6 separate regions of the Mus musculus genome follow, and all the other regions are linked to region 1. The links are chromatin contacts, called in public Hi-C, HiChIP or PLAC-seq and promoter capture Hi-C maps. All regions are on one chromosome and are shown on one strand. The core of a region is the stretch at or near the end of the contact, and the rest is flanking DNA. Distances in the headings are between cores, read along the strand shown. Region 1 holds the start of Sec13 (SEC13 homolog, nuclear pore and COPII coat complex component). Region 2 holds the start of Cpne9 (copine family member IX). Region 3 holds the start of Rpusd3 (RNA pseudouridylate synthase domain containing 3). Region 4 has its middle 36 kb from the start of Gm36023. Region 5 holds the start of Jagn1 (jagunal homolog 1). Region 6 holds the start of Il17rc (interleukin 17 receptor C).

Region 1 (2,787 bases), core at 105-2,604:
CCAACAGCCTGGGCTATTTTTTCAGAAAGGTAGACCCTGGGAGAGTACGGCGGCAAGGCATTCAGAAGGCACACACTGAATAAGTAAGTGTGTTTCCTTGAGAATCTTAAATGCTCTGAAAAGTGTCGGCAAAGATTAGAGAAAGAGGAGCAGCACCTGCCTGGAGACAATGACATTTTCCCGTGAGCATTGGAGAGGCACCAGGAGCAATCAATTATAGTCAACAGAAAAACTAATCAATTTAAGGTGGCAGTGAAGAAAACACCCTTACCAAAACCACACTGCTGGCAACAATCTTATCTACTAATCCTCTAACCCCCTCCCCCAACACACACCAATATAAGGTGGGTGATGTGACCAAGAATTCCCCACAATCCCAACTGGCTCAAGGAAAAGTAATTTTCTATTGGTGACCCACAGGACTTTGGAAAGCTGGCATCCTTATGACCATTCTTAACCAGCAGCCATGGGTTATGATCCACACTTTGGGATGCTATGTATTTTAAAGCTCTTGGAGCAGTCCTCCGGAGCATCTTATAAGGACACTTATGCGCTTGCTGGAACACAGTAAGAAGCTGCACTCAAAACAGTTCAGCTCATCAGAATCACACCAGGTACAAACTTAGAATGAACCTGTGTATGAGTCTCCAACTTGGCAACAAAAGAGCCAAAGGCCAACAGAAGGAGGCAGCTCCTTGCACCGCTGCGCCAACCAGGGTCTAAGACTTCCAGAGTTTCATTCCCTTAGTATTATACGGAGTGGGGTGCGGTGAAAGACATACCACAGAGGCCATGTAAATTCAAAAATAAGAAACAGAAATAAAAAGCTGAGACGATGCCCTGGAGTCACTCAGCTAGGCCTGTCATCAGTTTCCCGAAGGGACCATCACACATGGGAGTCCTGTGTCCAAGCAACTGATCCCTCCACCTCCTTTGCTGAGGTAGTGGGTGGCAGGGCGAATGATGAGGAGAATTTGGATCTTAGCTTGCCACTGCCTAGCCCAAGTGTTGATGATAGTAGCATCTGCTCCGCAGGCTACGCGCAGGCAGAGGATGTGAGCGATCGTGGGAACGCACTAAGGGCTTGTCAGGCAGTAGATCCTATGATAGCTTTGGCTGTTTTTCCAATTCTGGAGGACAAGACACGAGACGGGCAGGAGGTGGGCTCGCAGCCCGGGCCTATGAGTTCCGGAAGGCCCAGTGGCCTTGCCTTAAATTCCCGCTCCGAGACCCAGAGAGAGGCAGGACAAGCAAACTTTGAGGACGTAGAGGTGGTCTGTCTCAAAGCCACGACTATCGCAGGGATCGCGACACTTACCATAGCTGCAGCAGCGGCGACCCACGGCCTCGGACGTGGCAGCTCAAAACGCTTCACTTCCGGTGCCGGCCCGCAGCCGGCAGGCTGTCACCCAGGATCTTCCGGTCAGCAACACACTCGACTCACACAAAGGTTCCGCGTCTTCTGGATCCTCGGCCCCGCCCTCCTGCAGTTCTGCCTTTATCTTGGCTACTGTTGGGCTCTGGTTGCTGTGGCGACCCTAATCCAGGGATTTTATGATTTGAAGCCGTCGCTAGCAGGTTTTTTATTTAGACTAAGTTTTTTCTGGTTCCTGAGATGCATACATAAAATGACTAGTCATTATAGCTTCACTCTCCTTTTCTGCGGGTTCCGGGTCCCACTGGCTTATCATGACCATCGTAGAGGTTAATTTCTCAAGTAGACTGGGCTAGTGCTTTGTTAGGTCTTGCTTAAGTTTCTTTCCATTTAATTTGATGTTGACTATTGGCTTGCTGTATATTGCCTTATTATGTTTAGGTATGGTCCTTGTATCCATAATCCCTTTAAGACTTTTAACATGAAGGGGTATTGGATATTGTTAAGGGCTTTTTCATCATCTAATGAGATGATCATGTGGGCTTTTTTCAGTTTGTTTATATGGTAAATTACGTTGATGGATAAAGCAATTCCACTAAATTCAGGGACAAGACAAGGCTGACCACTCTCTCACTATCTATTCAACATAGTACTTGAAGTTCTACCTAGAACAAAAAGACAATTAAATGAGATCAAGGGGATACAAATTGAAACGGAAGAAGTCAAAGCTTCATTGTTAGTTGATATGATAGTATACAAAAATGCACCAGCTTTCTTAAGGGATGGCAAGCAGAGAGTCTCAAGTCCCTGGGAGTCTGACTGTTTCAAGGGAGAACAACTGGAACCTCCCCAAACTCTTGTTTTTAGCTTTGGTGCTTACACAGCACTGAAAGGGGAACACAGAGCCCCAGGGCAGCTCCTCAGATGCACGTGGTCACATTTCCCCACCACACTTAGAAGCCAAGTGGCCCAGAGTAGAACCTCCACTCCCATTAGCTAAATCCTTTGCTGGGCAGTGGTGGCGCATGCCTTTAATCCCAGCACTTGGGAGGCAGAAGCAGGCAGATTTCTGAATTGAAGGCCAGCCTGGTCTACAGAGTGAGTTCCAGGACAGCCAGGGCTCTACAGAGAAACCCTGTCTTGAAAAAAAAAATCTTTCTGGTCGTATGTTGAAACTGGGATTGAATACCTTGGCTGAAGATAGCTACCAGCAAGATGCCAAGACTCAAGGAGTGTGAAGGCTTTTTGGAGAGGGGCCTGGAGAGTGGCAGCCTTATATCATGACACCGCCCTCACCCCTGGCTGTCACTATCACCACCACAGTGCCTTTGAGATCTCTTTCCTCCTCCAATGGAGAACTTTTACAGGGATTTGAGGAGGCGATACTTAGGGTAAAACAGAAAAGAAAGTTG
Region 2 (2,787 bases), core at 103-2,602, 460 kb before region 1:
CCTCCCAACCTCCTGACTGGTGACCACTCTCGCCACTCACTGCCTTCCACTGACCCTGGTGTTCAGATTACTGTCAACTCTCAGAATTGTGTTGGAGGGTACAGGGGCGTTCCCAGGGCCTCATGGAGATTATAATGTCAGCAAAACCCCATTCTGCAATTTTTGTTTCCTGGGAAGGAGAATCACCTGCACTGAAAATGAGGCAATTTCACACTAATCACAAAATAAAAGCAAGTTTTTTGAATGGCTTTTCATTAGCATTTCATCCGGTTGTGACCGTCGTTGAGCTGCTCGGAATCTTCACTGCCTGGCCTCGTGCTGAATGAAGGGTTGGAGTTTGGGGGAGTTACGAAGTAGGATTTATCTCTGTTCCTTCTTTGCTGGGGAAAGAAACCCGGGCTTGTGTTTATAAGCAAATAAATGCTCTACCACCAAGTCAAATTCTCAGTCCCCATCAGTCAGCGTAAGCCACGAGGAGTGGCATATAAACCCGTGAGACTGGGTTGGAAGGAGAGGTCAGCAGCTGAGTGGGTTCGACCACAACTACCTGTTCTGTGCAAGTTCTGCATATCCTCACTGGCTTGCTTTTTTTTTCTTCGAGAAGGGTTTCTCTGTGTAGCCCTGGCTGTCCTGGAACTCACTCTGTAGATCAGGCTGGCCTCAATCTCAGAAATCCGCCTGCCTCTGCCTCCCAAGTGCTGGGATTAAAGGCGTGCAACACCACGCCCGGCGGCTTTCATCTTTAGTTAAACCCTGAAGCGACAGTGCTCTGGGATAGGAGACCTGAGCCAATAGAGGGGCAGGCTTCTGGGCTGTGGAGGCAGCAGTGGACACGGCACAGGGAGGGGGCTGCTTGATTCAGAGCTCTTCACCATTCATTGATCCTCCTCTCGCACCCTGTACTGAGGATGGGCCCTAGGCCTTTGCATATAGTAGACCAGGTGCTGTGCCAATGAACTGTTCCCCAGAGCCCTGACCTAATAGGCCATCAATGTGAATACCCAGAGGTCACTAAGCCTATCTTAAAGTATGCCAGTAGCTGCCACTAGGGCCATAACCACTAATATTGAGTAACTTGCTCAAGGCCACACAAATATTAAGGGGGAAATGTAACTTCATATCCAGAGATCAAGATGGGTCGGGAAAGATGAGCGCTGCTCAGAATTGGCTACCAACTCCCACCTGCCAGCCCAATATTTCAGGACCATGGATAGTTCTAAGGTTTTCATTGCTCTGGTGTTTCCAGAGGATGTGTGGGCCAGAGTTGGGGTTTGAGTGAGTTTCCCCGACTAGCTCCAGGCTGCTCCAATGGGGCGGGGGCCGCCTGCAGGGCCGGGCGGGGCTGTGCTGCCATCTGGAGCCGCTGCTGCTGGTGGCCACTGTCAGGGCGCGAGCAGCGGAGCGCACACAAGGCTGGAGAGAGCCGCTGCCTCCGCACATGGGCCGGCCTCGCCACCGCCCCTAGCTTCGGCACCCGGGGTCTCGCAGCCCCTACGCGGCTTTGGCCATTGGACCAGTCATGTCTCTCAGCGGAGCCTCGGAGCGTAGCGTCCCGGCCACCAAGATTGAAATTACTGTGTCGTGCCGGTGAGCGGGCCGCGCTGGGGAGGGTTTAAGTACTGGCAATTCCCCAGCCTACCGCAGCTGCGGGTTCAGTGTGGGCAGGGGGCTAGACCACAGAGGGGACGACCAGGAGCGAGCAACAGAGAACTGAGGCTGAAGGCTGGAGTCACTGGCAGGATGAAAAAGGGGGTCTCCCTGGGCAGCCCCACCCAAGCCTACCGGCTCAAAAGGTGGGCTATGGGAATCGCTGAAGAGCTGGGCCACAAGGGACCAAAGTTCTGGGGCGAGCCGTAGTCCTGGACCCTTGGAGACAGTGCGGGCACATATAGAGCCATTTGTCAGAGATGTCTGATGTTGTCCTGAATGTTGGCAGTGTGGACCCCAACAGTCACTGGGAATAGTAATAAGGAGGGAATACAATTTGCACCCCACGTCTCCTCCAGGTGCCCAGTCAGTTCAGGACTGTGTCAAGGTGGTGAGCGCCAGAATGAGCTAGCCCTCTGTCCATCTGTTTGATGCTTTTCTCTAGGAATCTGCTAGACCTGGATACATTCTCCAAGTCGGACCCCAGTAAGCAGCTCCAGGGCCTGGAGGAGGAACCCGGGGTGTAGGAGCGGGTGGGGCGGTGAGGGGTGCGGGCCGACCTGACGAGCTCCCCTCCCCTGCCCTCACCCGCAGTGGTGGTGCTTCACACGCAGAGCCGGGCCAGCCAGGAGTGGCGGGAGGTGAGTCCCCGAGCCCCAGCCCAGCTCAGGGCCGCTCCCGGGAACCTCTAGCCCGACTGCACGCCTTGCGTTCATGCTCCGTCCTCCCACCCCTCCCTGCTGCCCAGTTCGGACGAACCGAGGTGATTGACAACACACTGAATCCAGACTTCGTGCGCAAATTCGTTCTCGACTATTTCTTTGAGGAAAAGCAAAATCTCCGCTTCGATGTGTGAGGCTCCTCCTAGAATCCTGTCTTACCCTCCACCCCCCTCCACCACCACCCCCCAACCTGGATCAGCCAGAATTCTGCCTGGTCTCGCCCCCACTTCACCTTGCTACCTGGCTCCTCCCCCTAGCCCAGGTCCTTCTAAGGCTTCACTGTTCTTAACCCCGCCCCCCACACCCAAGTTGGCGCCTCCTTATGCAGAATCCATCCAGTTCCCTCCCCAAACCAGGCCCTGCCCACAACCCTGCCTTCTAATTTAGCTCCACCTTGGCCTCAGGCGCCCTCCCATGC
Region 3 (2,787 bases), core at 201-2,700, 320 kb before region 1:
CCAGGGCCTGGCTCAGCTGCGGCAGCACAGATAGCAGCGTCAGCTCTCCTGGTCTCCCTGGGAGGGAAGAGGACAAGCTGCCAGCGTGCCATCCAACCATCTCTACCCCAGCCTTGCCCTCCTCCCTGCCCATGCCCATACCTGTCACAGGCAGACCCTGTGGCTTGTTCAGTGTCACCAGAGGTCCTGAAACAGTTCATGGATGTCAGCAAAAGCAGGGAAGCATGTCTGCATGCAGCCTCGGGGGTGGGGTTGGGGGTGGGGGTTATACAATCCAACCCCACTTTAAATAGCACTTCCTAATCCCTGTACCTCGGAGCCTTCATACCTGCAGTTCCAGGCTTCCATTCCCATTGGCTCCAACATACCTCAGTATAATGTGTGCCCCTCCTACAGTCCTTGACTGTTGCGGGTGGAGGGGGGCTCAAACACCAAGTCAGCCTCAAATTCACTACACAGCTAAGTCTGGTCCTGAACTCCTGATTCTCCTTGCCTCTACCTCCCAAGTTCTGGAATTACAAGTGTGGTTACCACGCCAGCAGCGATTGCTCAGTAATTCTCACATTAGGACGCTGGATCTCGCAAGGCAGGGGCCATATTTATCCCAGAACTGTGAAGCCCCTCACTGCTACATGAACATACAGTCGTGAAGCAACATGTGGGTGCTGACTGCTGGTCCTCTCTGCAAGAGCAGCCATCTAGCCCTCTTATGAAACCAAGAGGCATGCCGCTTACAGAGGCCAGCTATAACTAACCCCAAAGCTTTTTCTGATAGTTAACTTCTGTTACAGCTGCTCTCAGAACACAGGGAGGAGTGAGGTATACACCTCTCCTCGTGATGGTGAGGCTAGGAAGAATGTGACTGCTGGCCTGGCTCCTGCAGCAACAGGGGAGGCACAGGAGCAGCAGGCTCCCCTCACCTTTCTGATCCACCACAGCTGCCCTCAGGACATGAGCCAGCTCCTCCAGGCCGAGGTTCTCCGTCCTCAGCAGCCCCGGGAAGGGCTGGTCCTCGACTAGGTCCTTGTGCTTGCTGGAGCGGTGAGGTTGAGACGGACGCCTGAGAAACATGGTAGAAGCCTGTACCTCCCTCCCTTGCTCACCCTGCCTAGTCCAGCCTCTTCTTAGAACTCCCGGGCTCAGCAGACAGGAGTCCACCTACCCCCCAAGACTTTACCAAAGAGGCACCAAGGCTCAAAGGTCCAATGACCTAGTGCCGGGTCTCACAACATAGTCCGGCTTAGAACCAAGTACTGATCTGAATTTCATGCCTGCCCTCTCCTTGATCTAGTCTCTCCCCATACACGGAAGTGGAGTGTTATAATCACCGGGCCTCGGTGCCGAAGCCGGCATCCCTCTGCCGTGCGCAAGACCCCAGCTCCGGCCGCCAGATCATAGAGACATAACGCAAAACTCTCAGGGCTCCCATTGCCGGGGACCAAGCACAGTACGCATGCGTGTCCACGGACAGCTCAACCCCACCTCCCGTACATCCTCCGTGCGTAGATTGGTCAGGCAGGCTGTCAATCAAGGCAGAGGGCGCTCAGACGAGCGAGAATCCGGGCTTTGCCTCCCCTGTAGAAGAAAAAGTGCCATTTAGGGTTCTGGCTTTTGGGAAAACTGAGGCACGAGGCGGGTTATTTACTCAAAGTAGAGGACGTGTCTTAGAATAAAAAGGGTCGAGAAGACTGTCGTTTCAATTTTGGGGAACCTTAATCTGAAACCCTCCCTTGTAAAACCGAGGGAGAAGAAAGGTGAAGACCGGTATGCAGCCTTTCGGTCAGTACACCTGTCTGAAATTGTAACAGCCTGTGACATAAAAGGTCCCAAAGCTGTGGCTCAGGTGGTAGAGAGGCTACACAAGGTCCTGGGTTCAATTCCCAGCACCGTGTATGTAGGTCACAAAGAACAAGATCACAGATACTGGGTTGGAGACCAGCCTGGGAGATGCGCAAGGCCCCTCTATGAAAAGAAAATCAAGGTAGGCTGGGTGTGGTGGCGCATGCCTGGAACAGAGGCAAGTAGTTAGCTGAGTTTGAGACAAGCCTGGTCTACACAAAGAAAACCAGTCTAAAAAGAAAAAGAAAGAAAAAGAAACGAAAGCTGTGAGTTCCACCCTGGCCAGTATGTCTCAAAAACAAAATACACGGGCGTAAAATGAAACAAAATGGAGACTGGTTAAGATTGCCTGTTGTTGCCGGGCATGGTGGTGCACGCCTTTAATCCCAGCACTCAGGATGCAGAGGCAGGCGGATTTCTGAGTTCGAGGCCAGCCTGGGCTACAAAATGAGTTCCAGGACAGTCAGAGCTATACAGAGAAACCCTGTCTCAAAAAAACAAAACAAAACAGAACAAACAACAGGATTGCCTGTTGTTTTCAGCACCCACAGCCTTGGACTCAAAACCTCCTTTAACACCTGTCCAAACACACAGACATATGTACATAATTAGCAATAAAATAGACCAGACCTTTAATTCCAGTATCGGTCTACATAACCCTGTCTCAAAAAAAAATACAAAAGATAGTAACAATTTTATGCGCATAATAAAAACAGTGAAATAGAAATAATGACTGAAAATAAAAAGAAAGTCTCTTTTTGTTTGTTTGTTTTGTTTTTCGAGACAGGGTTTCTCTGTATATCCCTGGCTGTTCTGGAACTCACTTTGTAGACCAGATTAGACTGGCTTCGAACTCAGAAATCCGCCTGCCTCTGCCTCCCAAGTGCTGGGATTAAAGGCATGTGCCACCAGGCCTGGCGAAAGTGTCTCTTTTTAAAAAGCAGTGGG
Region 4 (2,787 bases), core at 204-2,703, 320 kb after region 1:
GTGGGTTGAAGAGCTGCATAAGACTTAGGATGCTTATCCTCACGCACCATGGTTGTAAAAAAGGGTGGGATGCTATGTGAAAGCACATCTGCACACTCACTGGCATATACACAGGCATATATGCATGTCAATATGTTCACATGTTAGCTTAAGACCTATAAGGGGATGTGAGACACGTATGTTGGGAAATTTTCAGGTGTGTGTAGAAGCCAGAACTGAGTGTCCAAGGGAGAGCTATGGTGTGTATATGGGTAAGTATGTGCATGTATATGTATTTGCACACATTTGGGTGCATACATGAATATGTGCCACACATTTGCATGTACCTGTACACACATGTATCTGTGTATGTACATGTATGCATTCATGTGCTATTGTATGTGTGTGTTTGTATACACATGCTTCTGTTTGCTGGTGGATGTTTGTGCACATGTGTAGGTATGCATGTGTGTTCATGTGTGCTCGGGTACATTTACATGTGTGTGTCTGTCTGCAGGTTCATGTGCATATCTGTTTGTGATTGTGTGTGTAAAAGCAGGAACGAGTGCATACATGCATGTTTTTGTGTTCCTGTATGTGTGTATGCATGTGTTTGCATATGAGGGCTTGTTTTCAGGTATGTGCATGTGTGTACATATATGTGAATGTGTTTGTATATATGTGTACACACATATGTGTGCACATACATGTTTCCTATGTTTTGTGTGTGTACCCATGTGCTTGTATGTGCTCACTTTCAGGAAGCACATATGTCTTAGTCTAGGCAGCTTAAAATCAACAGAGATTTTTCTGCCTACACTTCTGGAGGCTGGCGGTCCAAGGACAAGGCATCTGCAGATTTGGTATTGGATGTCCTACTTCCTGGTTCATGATTATCATTTTTGCTGCTTTCTAACAAGGCAGGAGAGGCAAAGGGACCTCCTGGAATCTCTGTCCTAAGAGCACTAATCCCATTTGTGAGGGCTTCTCCCCATGACTTGTCACCTCCCCAGGGCTCTACTTTCCAACACCTTCATCTCAGGTGTGAGGCTTTTAATAAGGAATCTGAGGACACTACTGTCTGTCCTAAAGCCCTATAGCACTGTGTGTGGAGGCACATGCGTGTGCATGCATGTATGCCTTGTGAAGGGTGTGGGAGGAAAGGAGAGTCTGGTGCCAGGCACAGAAGAGCAAATGTAGTGTGCGGGAAGGGAAGGGTGTGGAGGGGCCAGAGACATCCTTGCCTTTGGAGCAGGAAGCATATGCAGAATGAGCAGTAGAGGCCAGAACACCTCAGGCTTTGGAGTTCAGAGGGTGTCTGGGTCCATCGCCCAGGTGACAGAAAGCCATGGGTGGGCTCCCAGTAATCAGAGCGACAAAGATGACTTTCTGGGAGAGCTTGGGCAACTCAGTGCTGCATCCCTCTGCAAGACAGGCTTGCACTGAAGCCGTCCTCCCGGTTCCCACGCTTCCCCCAAGGTAGCTGCCACCTACGACCTGATGCAGCAGTCCTGACGCTCCAGGTTCTGCGAGACAAATCTGTGACCTACTTTTCAGGGGCTGAGTAGGAAATGCAATTGAACAAGTGCCCCTGTGGATTGTCCCAGGGAAGGGAAATGGGGCAGAATTAGGGCAAAGGGGGAGCCAAGGCCAGGCAGGCAGCCATGGAGTGTGCACAGAAGGGAATGCTCTCATGGGCAGAAGAGACTGGCCGCTGATGTTTCTCCACGACCCTGTCCAGGCAAACTCTCCTACAGACACGGTGAAGGCTGGCTGCTCCCCCAGGGACCACTGTGCAGTCCGTAGCATTTCCTGGGCTGGTTTGTTGACAGCCTGCTTCTACCTCTTTCTCTCTGCCTGGCTCCTGACTGTATGTATACATATTTATTATCCCCTCTAGGATTCAACTCTACTAAAAAAGAAGATGATGGGAGAAAAAAGAGCTCTGAATAATGAGTTCTCCGCGGGGTGGAGAAAAATGTTCGTTTCAAAAATAACCTGAGAACTCAGGGTAGGGAGGGTGGGGGAAGTCCTCATCTCACCAAAAGGAGACGAAGCCCCAAGTGACTTGATGGAGGGTCCAGGGGCTTGTGCAGCAAGTAGCCAATAAATCAAGGCACGGTGTGTACATATGCATGGATGTTTGTAGTTTGTATCTATCTAGGGAACTGTTGAGAGTGAACCCAGGGCCTGGCATGTTCTAAGCACACATTCTGTTATGGAGTTATGATTAGTTCTCATTTCTACTTTTTCCTGCCTTTCACCTCTGGTCACCTCTGTGGTGCTTTTTCTCAGCACAGTGAAGCCTTCCTTTGAAGACTGCAGGCACTGGGCTCCCTCTGGCCAAGGCCAGCCTGTGACCCTTTCCCCTTTCAGTCCCTACCCTAGTTTTTCTGCACCATGCCAGGCCCTACCCCTTCCCTGACAAAAGCAGCGACTTCAGCTCTTTGGAGCTCTGTGAGAGCCCGGAGGTTGGTGAGAGAAAACAGGGCTTCTCTTCTGGGTTGCCTTTTGCCGCTGCTGGCCCTCTGACCTTAGGCAGGGGCCATCCACACTGAACTTCGACTTACTTGTCTGCTCCTTAGAGTTACTACGATTCATGTTCTTATGAGTACATGTGTGTATGTTCATATGTGTGTCAAAGTGCATGAGTGTGAGCCTGTGGTGGGGATTGGAGGACTGCCAAGGGAATCATCCTTAGAAACATTGTCCACCTTATTTGAGACAGGGTGTCTCATTGGCCTGAAGCCCACCAATGAGACTAGACTGCCTGGCCAGTGAGCTCCATGGATCTTCCTGTCTGCCTCC
Region 5 (2,787 bases), core at 175-2,674, 300 kb before region 1:
GACCTCAAACTCATGCTTCAACTTCCCAAGTGCTGTGATCACAGGCATACACTCCTATGCCCAGTACAGCCATTTGTTTGCCTTAAAAAATAAAAATCAATTTAAAAAAATCTTATGTGTGTTTGGGTATTTGACCTGCGTGTAGGTCTGTATACAGTATGAATGCAGTGCCCACCTAGGCCAGAAGAGGGTGCTAGAGACTCTGGAACTGGAGTTTCAGTGAGTTGTGAGCTGTAGGTGTTGGGAGCCAAACCCCAAAGGGGTGGTGAGATGGATCAGTGGCTAAGAGCGATTGTTCTTGAAAAGGACCTGAGTTGGATTTCCAGAGCCTGCATGGTAGCTCACAACAAGCGCTCCAGTTCCAGGGCATTTGGGGGTTTGACGGCCTCTCCTGACTTCCCCTGGCACCCGACATGCATTCGCTGTATAACACATCCGGCAAGGAGAACACTCTGTGAGTTCAAGGCTACCCACATAGCAAATGCCAGGACATAGTGAGACTCTGTCTCAATAAAACAAACAATCTGGGTCCTTAGCAAAAACAGTAGGTACTCTTAACCACTGTTAATAACTCTCCAGTTATTAATTATTTAATTAATTTATTGGCAAACGTTCAACACAGGCCAGGCTGGCCTCAATGAACTCCTCCTGTTCCTGCCTCCACCTTTCACGTTGAGGAGATTACAAATATTCACAGCCATCTTTGTTCCAGTTAGCCCTCAGGACGCAGGGTCTCAGACTATGGAGAGCATTGCAGGGAGGAAGAGATGCCTCTTTACTGCTTCAGCCTCTGAGTGACGCCTCTCAGCATTGACCACCCTATACTTTTCGTTGTATAACGTCTTTGCTCTGGACCCTAACCCCAAGGTTGTGTGGAGCTTCAGGAAATATAGATGTGCAACAAGCCACTGGGCAAAGATGCCAAGTCTAGTTAGGTATGGTTTAAGACTATAATCACGCCTTGGGAGATTGAAGCAAAAAAGACCGTCAAGAGTTCGAGGCCAGCATGAAGCACATGAAGCCCTGTCTCAAGAATTACAACTTAAGGTCTGGGTCAGCCGTTAAGAGGTCAATAGAACTAGGTTTAAATCCCAGCACTCACAGTATAGCTAGCAAATCTATCCTATGTCCTCTTCCAGCCTCTGCAGGCACAAAAACCACACGTGGTGCATAGACAGACAGACAAAACACCCATACACAAGTAATTATTTTAAATGCTTTAAATGAAGTTAAAAGGGGTTTGCTGGGGGCTTGGTTGCTCGGCATCAGCGGCCTGGGGTTCGGTTCTGCACGATGGGATCTCTGGGCAGGTCAGTGAACCATTTCTAGGGACTGTTAATTCCGCAATCGCTCTACTCTGGCAAAGAACCTCAGAAAGGCCAAGAACGCATGCGCGAAGAAGGAACCACAGAGTCAGTCCTCCCAGGATAGAGAGGCCGGAAGTTCTCCCGGAGCTCCACGCCGTGTAGTGAAAGCCGGGCCGAGGTAGCAGGGAAGGGGTTCGCAGGGTGCTTGGCTGGGTGTGTGAGCAGAGGGTCGGCGTTAGGGGCCTTAGTTCTGTACAATGGCGTCTCGGGCAGGCCCGCGAGCGGCCGGCACCGACGGCAGCGACTTTCAGCACCGGGAGCGCGTCGCCATGCACTACCAGATGAGGTACGAGGTGAGCCAGGCGTACCGAGGCCTTTCCCGGCGGAGCCTGCAGATCCTGGGAAGAAGCGACGCCAGTGGTCCTCACGCTGTCGCCCCCCAGCCAGTTGTCGTGTACCCGCCAGGTCCCCTGCTCTAACGACCTCTGCTCTGTTTCCAGGCCGGGGAAACCCCGTGGCCCACCTTGGTCCGACTTATTCTTTGAGGGGATCCAGCCTGCACAGGCTCGTGGTTCGGTGCTGGCCCCCTGGGTGACCTTGGGAACGCCACTGCCACTTTTCTTTTTCAAGTCTAGATCCCACGGTAGCGTCCAGGCTGATCTCGAACTCACAGCCTTCTCTTTAGTCTCCTGAGTGCTTCTGGCTTTTCAGGGATGCACTTGGCCTGAGAACTCCTTAACATTTTTAAAGATTTTTATTTTTAATTTCGTGTGTGTGTGTGTGTGTGTGTGTATTTGTGCACGTGAGAGCAACTGCTCGCAGAATCCAGTAGAGGGCGTTGGAGCTGGAGTTACACATGGCATTTGGAGTCTACCCGAGGTTGGTGCTGAGAGCCAAGCCCAGAAAGGTGGCAAGCCATGTCTCTAACCACACGTCAGAAGTGATTTTGGAAGCTAGAGTTGTGGTTCATGAACCCAAACCGCCTCCACTGCAGCGAGCCTACTCTCCAGCTCCAACTCGGGTTATTTCCAATTGGAGTCTCAGTTTTCACATTTTTAGAGGGAGAAAATTTCATGATTTTTAGGTTTTGGTGAGGAATTAGCAAGTCGTTTGTGTAAAGGCACAGCATAGGAGTGTGGTGGCTGCTAAACTTGGGGCTGTCTGGATGTGGGTGGTAAAAGGTGACCCTGTCCATCCTGAGGTTTAGGAATACGTCCATATAAGGAGATCTTTCTACGTTCCTTTATTTGTTTGATAAACTCTTACAGGCTATCTATCCATCCTGTCTGTATTGTGTTCTGCACTGAGTCTTTCTTTCCCTCACCTGCCTCTGTCCTTCCTTTAGTGGTTTTTCGAGATGGGGTTTCTCCTTGTAATTCCAGGCTTTCTTGGAACTCACTTTGTAGACCAGGCTGGCATCAAACTCAGAGACCCACCTACCTCTGCCTGATAAGATTAAAGGCGTGTGACACCACCTGTA
Region 6 (2,787 bases), core at 191-2,690, 270 kb before region 1:
TGGAGTCACCTTGGGGCTAAGCGGTGCTTGAAAAACCGTCTGGAGCAGTGTCACCTGCTGGAACTTGAGGCTGCCAAAGATGACTACCAAGGCTCAACCAATAGTCCCTGTGGTTTCAGCTGTCTGTAGCCTCAGCCTGTGTAGCAACAGCAGGAACTCCAGAATGAGGCCTCACACATGTACTCTTTGGGGGTGCTTCTTGTCCCCCAAACCGTAAGACTCACCTTAAGTCCCACACTTGACCAACCTCCCTCACATTTGCTCCCTCTTAGAGTTCCTGAGAGGAACTTGGGCTTTCCTGATAGGTCCTCAGCCCTTTCTGAGAAGGAGGGACGATTTTTCCATTTCTTTTCAAAACTGAAAAAAAAAAAAAAAAAAAAAAAGACAACCATCTGCATCGAGCACTCCAGTTCAGGCTGGAGGGCTAGGCCAGGATTGGAAAGCAGGGCCTAAGTGTCAAGCGCTTGAAGGGGGTGGGGGCGGGGGGAGGTGCTCTGCTCGGCAGAGTTGAGAGAAACCCCGTCAGCCAGGAGTCCCTCACCTTCCCCAGAGGGAGGCCTCGTCCAGAGGTAGTTTGATTTGTTTGTTTGTTTGTTTGAGACTGAAGCCCACTGTGTAGCCCTTGATGGCCTGGAACAAAGAGGTTTATCTACCTGCCTCTGTCTCCGGAGTGCTAGGATTAGAAGCCTACATCACCCAATTGGTAAGAGAGATGAATAAAAGCAAACGTAGTAGACACATTAAGGAACAGTGTGCTGCTCTTGTGTGCCTGGGCCAGTCAGGAAGCCTGCCCTAAGCTTGTTCTAGAACAGCTCACCAGCCCAAGTCCTTTCATTCCCACAAGCATTGCCTGTGAAAGGCAAGGGGGACCCAGTGCCTCCTGGATCCTCTCCTCACTATGATTCTTCCAAGAGCAAAGGAAAACCGGAAGCTAGGCAGCATGGCCATCGCTCTCCTCCAGTGCCAGCAACAGCTCGACAGAACTCAGCCCAGTAAGGGGTCTCCCGGGCCTCACTGCCCCTCCGTCTCCCCTGAACCTGGGCCAGGCAGTGGGGAGCTCACTTTCTGGTGCCCTTTGACAGCAGCCCGTTGTCTTCAGAGCTCCTGTTTCACGAGGGTCACTGTCACTGAGACCCAGGGAAGAACCTGAGCATAGTAAGAGGGGACCCAGTGGACCTTAGGATCCCAGGGTCATACAGGAAGTGGAAACACCCGGCATGCCACAAGCCTGGGGTCTTTCTGACCAGATCGATCAGAATCTTTGTTTTTTGGTGAGATCCGGGGTAGGAGTTCCTTTACACAGTAGTGAGTCCAGCTGTGCTGCCTTCCCAGGGCTCCTCCCAGCCAGGTACCAGCCAAGGAGGAGGAGGAGAAGCCACCACCCAGGTCCAAAGCTGCTGGCTCCTAAGCCTGGAGTTGGTGGGAGGGACGGGACAGGGCGGGGCGGGAACAGCCACTGCCTGCTGGGAGCCAAATCGAAAGCACTCCAGCTGAAACTGGGCCTGGAGTCCAGGCTCACTGGAGTGGGGAAGCATGGCTGGAGAGGAATTCTAGCCCTTGCTCTCTCCCAGGGACACGGGGCTGATTGTCAGCAGGGGCGAGGGGTCTGCCCCCCCTTGGGGGGGCAGGACGGGGCCTCAGGCCTGGGTGCTGTCCGGCACCTGGAAGATGCCTGTGTCCTGGTTCCTGCTGTCCTTGGCACTGGGCCGAAACCCTGTGGTCGTCTCTCTGGAGAGACTGATGGAGCCTCAGGACACTGCACGCTGCTCTCTAGTGAGTCTGGGACTATGGGAGGCTGGGAAAGGCTCAGAGTTAGAGTTCAGTCTCTGCCTCATCACAGCCCGAGTCTGGCTCCTGTCACTGCCTCTATCAGAACTGCCCTGTCTGGTCTGTCTGGTGCTGATGGGGGAAGAGAAGATGGAAAGGGGACAAGAATTGGTCTTTTCTTCAGGGAAGGGCTTAGGACAAGGAGCGCTGGAAGGAGATAGGCAGTGGCTAGGGGGCTGTCAAGCAAGGAAAGGCGCTTGAATTGAATTGACTTTTTCTTCCTTCCCAGGGCCTCTCCTGCCACCTCTGGGGTAAGTATTGCTACTTGAAAAGAATGACTTCCAGGCGAGCTGAAGGGAAGCAACTGCTGGCGCTCAGCCTGGAAGCTCCCCTGCCCTCTGCAGGTATCACAAACCAAACCAGCTTCCACCCCACCCCTTCACACCCAGATGGTGACGTGCTCTGCCTGCCTGGAAGCCTCCAGTCTGCCCCAGGCCCTGTGCTAGTGCCTACCCGCCTGCAGACGGAGCTGGTGCTGAGGTGTCCACAGAAGACAGATTGCGCCCTCTGTGTCCGTGTGGTGGTCCACTTGGCCGTGCATGGTAAGTGAGGAAGCCCGCCCGTAACTGAGTGCACACATAAGCCTGTCTGGGGAAGGCATGAGGATTGCAGACTCTGGGGACATCTGCAATGTCTAAGATACTGGTCCAGGTACCTCCAGGCCAGCCTGCTCTCCCCCAGGCCTCTGCTTATGCGCCATGGCATCTATGCAAGGGAATCTAAGCCCGAACCAGCCCAGAGCAGATGCCCGACTTGGGCTTTGCTCTCTTCTCTGCTTCTTGCAGGGCACTGGGCAGAGCCTGAAGAAGCTGGAAAGTCTGATTCAGAACTCCAGGAGTCTAGGAACGGTGAGGAGCCAGCTGGCCCAACTACTGCTTCTAGTCAGGGTCTTTCCCGTGGCCCATGGCCTGGCTGACCCCTGCTTGTTGCTCTCAGCCTCTCTCCAGGCCCAGGTGGTGC

What was found. Promoter capture Hi-C pulls out the DNA fragments that hold promoters and counts their contacts. HiChIP or PLAC-seq counts read pairs in DNA pulled down with a chosen protein or histone mark. Hi-C and Micro-C count contacts between places; a contact is called where the count stands out from the background. Capture Hi-C pulls out chosen DNA fragments and counts their contacts.
Region 2: a contact with region 1 is called in a promoter capture Hi-C map of liver, with 2.6 times the contacts expected there. The contact joins the promoter of Cpne9 here to the promoter of Sec13 in region 1. A contact is called at or near these places in 6 of 39 promoter capture datasets (embryonic stem cells, hematopoietic stem and progenitor cells, hippocampal neurons and 2 more), 1 of 115 datasets of contacts at active chromatin or transcription factors (embryonic stem cells) and 1 of 9 other capture datasets (embryonic stem cells).
Region 3: a contact with region 1 is called in a promoter capture Hi-C map of liver. The contact joins the promoter of Rpusd3 here to the promoter of Sec13 in region 1. A contact is called at or near these places in 6 of 39 promoter capture datasets (embryonic stem cells, hippocampal neurons, liver and 3 more), 4 of 115 datasets of contacts at active chromatin or transcription factors (the SCID.adh cell line, effector CD8 T cells, memory CD8 T cells and 1 more) and 4 of 9 other capture datasets (adipose tissue, embryonic stem cells, liver and 1 more).
Region 4: a contact with region 1 is called in a Hi-C map of cerebral cortex, with 2.4 times the contacts expected there. The contact joins the enhancer-like site here to the promoter of Sec13 in region 1. A contact is called at or near these places in 11 of 39 promoter capture datasets (the 3T3-L1 cell line, 3T3-L1-derived adipocytes, embryonic stem cells and 4 more), 9 of 484 Hi-C or Micro-C datasets (LSK cells, bone marrow-derived macrophages, cerebral cortex and 4 more), 17 of 115 datasets of contacts at active chromatin or transcription factors (SST interneurons, VIP interneurons, bone marrow-derived macrophages and 10 more) and 4 of 9 other capture datasets (adipose tissue, embryonic stem cells, liver and 1 more).
Region 5: a contact with region 1 is called in a CTCF HiChIP or PLAC-seq map of the NIH/3T3 cell line, with 12 read pairs. The contact joins the promoter of Jagn1 here to the promoter of Sec13 in region 1. A contact is called at or near these places in 13 of 39 promoter capture datasets (the 3T3-L1 cell line, 3T3-L1-derived adipocytes, the HPC-7 cell line and 7 more), 2 of 15 datasets of contacts at CTCF or cohesin (the NIH/3T3 cell line and embryonic stem cells), 19 of 484 Hi-C or Micro-C datasets (the Ba/F3 cell line, CD4 T cells, CD8 T cells and 11 more), 13 of 115 datasets of contacts at active chromatin or transcription factors (the SCID.adh cell line, T-cell acute lymphoblastic leukemia, bone marrow-derived macrophages and 5 more) and 3 of 9 other capture datasets (adipose tissue, embryonic stem cells and liver).
Region 6: a contact with region 1 is called in a promoter capture Hi-C map of embryonic stem cells, with 3 times the contacts expected there. The contact joins the promoter of Il17rc here to the promoter of Sec13 in region 1. A contact is called at or near these places in 12 of 39 promoter capture datasets (the 3T3-L1 cell line, the SN4741 cell line, embryonic stem cells and 8 more), 4 of 484 Hi-C or Micro-C datasets (CD4 T cells, forebrain, natural killer cells and 1 more), 5 of 115 datasets of contacts at active chromatin or transcription factors (bone marrow-derived macrophages, craniofacial prominence, effector CD8 T cells and 2 more) and 2 of 9 other capture datasets (adipose tissue and liver).

The regions. Positions count from the first base shown.
Region 1 is chr6:113,739,327-113,742,113 of GRCm38.p6, forward strand. It overlaps Sec13 (SEC13 homolog, nuclear pore and COPII coat complex component), which reads right to left and starts at 1,355. Exons shown (of 9, transcript NM_024206.4): 1 at 1,319-1,355. The coding sequence starts at 1,321.
Region 2 is chr6:113,280,955-113,283,741 of GRCm38.p6, forward strand. Cpne9 (copine family member IX) reads left to right here and starts at 1,353. Exons shown (of 21, transcript NM_170673.3): 1 at 1,353-1,587; 2 at 2,093-2,133; 3 at 2,242-2,288; 4 at 2,396-2,499. The coding sequence starts at 1,520. It overlaps Mtmr14 (myotubularin related protein 14), which reads left to right. Exons shown (of 19, transcript NM_026849.2): 19 at 1-438.
Region 3 is chr6:113,417,890-113,420,676 of GRCm38.p6, forward strand. Rpusd3 (RNA pseudouridylate synthase domain containing 3) reads right to left here and starts at 1,451. Exons shown (of 9, transcript NM_001033204.1): 1 at 1,329-1,451; 2 at 921-1,060; 3 at 142-186; 4 at 1-57. The coding sequence starts at 1,429.
Region 4 is chr6:114,056,713-114,059,499 of GRCm38.p6, forward strand. No RefSeq gene overlaps it. Among named protein-coding and RNA genes, the nearest start is that of Gm36023, 36 kb to the right of the region's middle. Within about 2 kb of position 1,454, at least 16 of the 459 cell types and tissues checked have an H3K27ac peak or open chromatin away from gene starts, as enhancers often do. A contact at or near this core is called in SST interneurons, cerebral cortex and cortical neurons, where this site is marked.
Region 5 is chr6:113,441,145-113,443,931 of GRCm38.p6, forward strand. It overlaps Jagn1 (jagunal homolog 1), which reads left to right and starts at 1,425. Exons shown (of 2, transcript NM_026365.3): 1 at 1,425-1,653. The coding sequence starts at 1,565.
Region 6 is chr6:113,470,015-113,472,801 of GRCm38.p6, forward strand. It overlaps Il17rc (interleukin 17 receptor C), which reads left to right and starts at 1,441. Exons shown (of 18, transcript NM_178942.1): 1 at 1,441-1,773; 2 at 2,057-2,078; 3 at 2,217-2,369; 4 at 2,613-2,675; 5 at 2,764-2,787. The coding sequence starts at 1,669. It overlaps Il17re (interleukin 17 receptor E), which reads left to right. Exons shown (of 15, transcript NM_145826.6): 15 at 1-744. The coding sequence ends at 129.